Regions from separate parts of the Zea mays genome. Here region 1 is linked to region 2. The links are chromatin contacts, called in public Hi-C maps. All regions are on one chromosome and are shown on one strand. The core of a region is the stretch at or near the end of the contact, and the rest is flanking DNA. Distances in the headings are between cores, read along the strand shown.

Region 1 (2,922 bases), core at 247-2,746, 90 kb after region 2:
GGTGTTTTTGCTTAGAGGACCTTCGGCGAAGAAGAAGGCCCCCAAAAGGTGGCGACAATGGAACCCTGGATCTGTGAGAGAATCGTGGCCTCGCCCGACCACGCGCGCGAGTTTGTTGAGCGAGGTGGTCGCGGCAGGGATGACAGGACGTCCCACTGCTCGATGACGGCACCAATCGAGCTAGCACGAGCGAGACCGATAGGTGGGTCCGTGCGACAGAAGCAGGTGCACGGGCAGGCGCGCGTGTGGATACGATCTCTGATGAACGAGCTAGACCCGTCAGGGAGAGTGACACGGTGGTTCAACTGTCAAGCGGGCCCATGCGGTCGGTGTCGCGTTAGTGGATTGGGCCACGCGGGTGTGTGCCGAGTTGGGCCATGGGATGAGGAAGTGGCCCAGTGAAGGTAAGCTTTTCCTTTTCCTTTTTCTTTATTCTTTTTTCCTTTTTATATTTCAAATTCGAATTTGATTCTAGTTCACCTCAAAATTCTAAAACGCATCAGAACATGTTTTGCATAAATATTTTGTTTATTCTTTTAATATTTGTTTATTCATGCATATTTTAAACTACATAGTTAATAAAAGGAATATCCCACTTGTTTTAAAACACATGAGAAATCTTCTTGTTATTATATACCTAAATCATATGTCTCATCTATTATTACATAATTTTATACTAAAGGGTAGTTTTATCTCAACCTATCTAGAGAATATCTTCAATTATTTTATCCCAAAAGAAGAATTTAACTCATAATTCTTCTATAATTTAATTTCTAAGTATCTTTTATTTTAGTCCTTTATTTACGAAATATATTTATTTTGGGACATTTTTACTTATAAATTCTAAAGTAGAATTTTAGGTGTTACAACATGAGAACTAGAATTGTTGATATTTGTTTATGTTGTTGTTTAATTTGTATTATTAACTATTATCACCTCCGCATCAACGCGGGAAAAGGAGTTGGAATTTGTGGGGAAAGGCCCATGAGTAGGAGGTGTTTGGTTCCTCTTACTAAAATTTAGTCTCTATCATATGATGTTTGAATACCAATTATATGTATTAAATATAATCTAACTGTAAAACTAATTACAGAGATAAAGACTAAACATCGAGACAAATTTATTAAACATAATTAATGCATGATCCGCTCGTATTATGCTAGTAAACATTTGCTAATTAATCATGGATTGATTAACCATAATAAATCAGTTTTGTCATTTAGGAGTAATCTTTATTTGTGCAATCAATTTTATAATTATTCTATATTTATCCATAATTGGCATTCAACATTTTACGTGACACAAACTGAATTTTGCTCAGGGAACCAACCAAGTTCTGAAAATGTGGTGTGCGGCTTCTGGATTTGCGGGTCGTTGTCAATTTTTTTTATTATCCCCGCGCGGCACAATTGATGATGGAACTGGGGGCAGCCGAACAGGGGAGTGGGGGCCCTGCTGACGTAGAGCTCGGATGGATCCATTTGGAGTTTGGCAGCGTTCGCGTGCGGATCGTCGGTGCACGTTTTCCTCTTTTCGCCCGTCGCCTATGCTTCCGTACAGGATAGTACTGCTCCGTCTTTCATTCACATCAACAATTTTCTTTTGGAGGACAGAACAATCATAGGAAAGACATAGGTAATAGTCAGAGGGCGAAGTTTCACCATTCGAGTGCAACAGCAAGCAGAAAGCCACACCGCCCTGCGACTGCGACGGCGGTGGCTGGCGGCAAGCGCGGCCGACGAGCCGTTCCTTTCCGTCGCCTTGGCCCACTCTCGCTCGACTTTGCTCGTGGATTTAGACTAAATTATCATCTAAAAATATTCTTCTTCCTTTTATAGTACGCTCTAAAAGATTACATTATCTATATTTTTATTATCTTCAACAACATCTTTTAATTCCGGTCCTCTATATCTATAATGTTTACTGATTTCATTTCACAAATATATTGTTTATCGGTAGTTAAAACAACACTACATATGTTGAGAAATTAAAATACGCTATACAGTACATATTGATTTTATAGTGAAGTTAATATTAGTTCATATTTAAGCAAATAGTTTACGAGACATTTGTATTATTTTTTCCCAATTCGTATATGCAATAAAAACAATTCTTTCTACGCTATAAAAAATGAATTAGGAACATGATTATAATAATTGCATTTTGCAACCTACATTAGTAATCGTTTTTCATAACGAAAAAACTACCGTCTATGTCCATGTCTATATACGTATTGGATATAAACTGATAATACTAATATAATAATCTCAGTTAGCAAAAGTGTTGCTACCATTAGGTTTACACAAAAAAGATTAAAATTAACCGCTGAGACGAACAACAATTTAAGAGCGGGCTCTAGGCTGAGCCGACGGATAGCACGCGCACGAAGACCCTCTACATTTAGCGTTCGTTCGCCGTAGACAATTTATATTTTACCGATCTAGTATCTTGTTAAAAACGATAGCTAATGTTTCATACGTTAAATTTAGAGTACATAATCATTTAACTCGTTGAAGACATTCTTAGCTGCAGGTACAGGCGTACAGTACAGGAAGCCCTCAACGAAGTTCGAACCACGGGCCCTCGCCACTGGCCATCCAGCAGTCACACGAACAGCATAATCACTGATTCTCCAGAACATGACTGTGCAGTGCAAGCGCGTACAAAAATAAAAGACAATGGATGCACTAGTACTGTACGCATTTGGTAATTTGTATACATGTACCTTGGCACATTACATTTACAGCGCATGGGAGATTAAGTTGCGATCGGCCATTAACTTAAAATATTATGTCATAGTAAGGCCTTACTAAAAATTAGTCTATTTAATTTAGTCTCATTAGTTCCTAAATTGCCAAACAGTTAGATTAAAACAGTGACTAAACTATTTTAGTCTCTAGTTCCTTAAGTGATGACTAAAGT
Region 2 (3,125 bases), core at 389-2,888:
GCTTTCTACAGGCTGATTGTTCGACTAGAAAGCACCAACTGGTTGTGGCTAGTCAATGATTGGTCATCTGGTCAAGCAACCAGTGACTAGGAAAACTAATTGAATTGCTTCACCTAATCGATGTCCAAGGGCCGATTTGTCGATGAGTTGGTTAATCGAGCAATTTGAAAACATTGATGATGAGGCATAATAAACACAACAAATGCCTCAGTATGCAACCATACTTAATCAAGCAATCTACATGCATACCAAAGGGCTTTATTCGTTAAAGGTTCCAATTACTTCTAACAAAATTCAGAACTGTATATAACATGTATGGAGCACACTGTCATGAACTAATCCTCATTAGTCATTTACATTTTGTATTAACTCAACTCTCTGCTGCCAAGACCTCTGTCTGAAACAGGTACTGAGCGCATTGCCCGCGAAAGCAGTCATTTGGTCTTTTGCCATTCACCAGAAATCCGGCTCTCTGCCACTCTAAGCTCATCCTGTGTGTACACCATTTACCAACTCCTGAGAGTCTGATGAGACTATAAGCTCAAGTGCTCCACCAAGATCAAAGTTCCCAATGTACCACGGCAGCCTTCAAAAAATTGCACTACACATCTATTTGTCCTTGACTATTTTCAACAGCCACTGAATCTCTAGGAAGCAGTCGCGCTCCTCCCCCGTTGCTATCCACGGATGACGACAACAAATTCATAACACAGGAAGCCGATGCCACCAAATCCTTCCAGGACCATAAACATCGCTCTCAATCCCAAGGCCGAAAAGCACAAGCCGATTGCCGCGTATCATCCATCACTTTGGTTGCTTCCGCAGGCATGCGAGCACGAATTCAACGCCTCCATCAACCCCTCAGGTACGAAATCAGTACGCTGTGAACCCGCGCTACCAAAACGGCTGAATCAACCAGCTCAGCAAAATTCAATTCACATTTCTCAGCACCCACCCACCTAATCCGCAGTGCAACAGTACTACACCACCAAAATCAAATCATCTGATTTATAGTGTCAGTACGCATCCGAATTCCATCACCCTCAGCAACAGTAAACTCCAATCATCACTTCACCGCGCAAACAGCGAAACCCAACCAGACAAACATGCAAGCGACCACGAACCAGTCGGCAGCCCGTGCAGGCAGCTGGTGCGTGCAAACTGCCAACTTACAATCAAGCGGAGGAAGTGAGACAAGAAGCGAGCAGAGCAGGGTGGGTTACCGTCGCCGGCGTCGGTGACCGCGCGCGCCAGCCGCGGCAATGTGGCAGCGGCGATCAGCAGCAGGACGAGGACCGGCGCCGCCCCGAGGCGGACGCACCGGCCGCCCCCCGCCGCCCCCATCACTCGGTCGGGGGCCGGACGAACTCTCGCGCCAGCTAACAGCGCAGCGCCACCTCCGCGCAGCAGCACGGACGCATCAGCCGCCGCGGGCGGTGGCGATCGCGGATACCGAGGCGGCTTGCGTAGATCTAGAGAGAGAGAGAGGGTGGGGGAGAGGTGGATTCTCTGAGGTTTGCTTTCCCGGAGCACGATTCTCCCCTTACGCTCTGCCCCCGTCTGTTTTTGTTGGCTTCTAGAATCTAGCTGTAAGGAGTGGAGAGATAGAGAGAGACTGGGAGTGGCGGCGAAGTGAGAGAAAGGCAGCGGAGGAGGGATGGGGGAGCGTCAAGCGTGGGGGAGCAAGCAACGGGCGTGAAAAGATGGAGAGAGAAAGGGTGGGTACTGTGTGGGAGTGCTGACTGGTGAGGTGAGCGGTGGTGAGGAAAGCAGTGGAGGGAAAGCTTTTTTTACGACAAATGTACCCAACTAGTTAATCAAATTTTACTAAAAAGTTTACTTGAAGTCCTAAACAACTGGAGTAATAGTTTATTAGTTCATAGAACTCAGCTATTAATAGCTAACAACCAGTATGAACTCAACTATTAAGAGCTAACAACTACTCAAGTAGTTCACTAATTTTTAGCTAGATATTTTTAAGTCATAGATAACAAGTAGTTCTAATCTATTTAAAATAGGGTCTATTACACCAGTACAAAAGTACCTGCAGCCACTCCCTCAGTTATCTCCCGCAGTCATATTCTTTCCTTTGTGCACCAAAGAAAAGCGCCAACTGTAACGCCTTTCTTTCCCTTGCTCACTTTATCCAACGAACGAGTTTTTTTTATCTTGTCATCGTATCAACGGGATGGAAACGGGTCAGCTGAACTAAAAACCCGCTCACGATCATACTTGTGAGTTTATTTAGGGTGTGTTTGGTTGCATTGACAGAATGGATGGAACCAGATGATCCCTCAAATAAGGTTGTTTGGTTTAGGGTCAGTGGCTGGGACAGGACTATCCAAGTGTTGTCCACAGTTATCTCTCAAAATTAGAGGAATAAGAGAGGACGTCAGGGGACGTCTCTGTCCTGGCTGTCCCGCAACCAAACGCACCCTTAAACCCACCTATAATCATATCTACGAGTGCAATTCCAAACTCTCACCGAACCTGTCGGGTTTAGGTGGATTTCGAATCACTCACGGGTTTTAAATTAGTGTACACTTTTAAATAATAATTCAGCTATAAGCAATTAAATATTGCCGTGGTTTTAGAAATCGGAGAAACAATATAATTTATGTTCGGTGGAGGAGGCTAGCGTGGACTCACACCGAGTGATGAATTAAGTGACTAGAGAGGATTATACTGGTTTAGACTCGCACCCTACGTCCAGTGTAGTGTTGATCGTTGTATTGCTCTTGGAAGCGTGTTATAAAGAGAAGTGTGAGAACGAGAGAAAGGAAGAACTCTGGCTGAATGCCCCTCACACTCTCCTTAGTTTAAAAGAGTAGGGGGCAAAAAAACCGTAATCCGCTACCTAAACCTAAATTATCCGAACCCGATTTTTATTTAAGAATTTCAGATAACAACTTTAAAAACCCAAATTAATTTAGATAATTCGGCTACCATCCTCCGGTACCCGAAATACCCCGAACTCACTACCCATGAGTCGTTTGCTGTTTAGAAAGCGAGTTTTCCATTGTTTTCTAGATAGGGGAGAGAGGGAGTACGTACATTGGTAGCATTGCACATTTTTTTCTTCCTGATCCCGTTGAGTATATTTGATGTACAACTAAAATACTAAA

Evidence for each region. A called contact is a pair of places that touch in the nucleus more often than the background predicts.
Region 1: a contact with region 2 is called in a Hi-C map of ear, with 2.4 times the contacts expected there. The contact joins the enhancer-like site here to the promoter of LOC100383536 in region 2. A contact is called at or near these places in 6 of 25 Hi-C or Micro-C datasets (bundle sheath, ear, leaf and 1 more).

The regions. Positions count from the first base shown.
Region 1 is chr5:89,922,420-89,925,341 of Zm-B73-REFERENCE-NAM-5.0, forward strand. No RefSeq gene overlaps it. Among protein-coding and RNA genes, the nearest start is that of LOC100278031, 48 kb to the right of the region's middle. Within about 2 kb of position 1,497, at least 16 of the 20 cell types and tissues checked have an H3K27ac peak or open chromatin away from gene starts, as enhancers often do. A contact at or near this core is called in bundle sheath, ear, leaf and 1 more, where this site is marked.
Region 2 is chr5:89,832,076-89,835,200 of Zm-B73-REFERENCE-NAM-5.0, forward strand. LOC100383536 (putative STRUBBELIG family receptor protein kinase) reads right to left here and starts at 1,639. Exons shown (of 17, transcript NM_001176184.2): 1 at 1,224-1,639. The coding sequence starts at 1,344.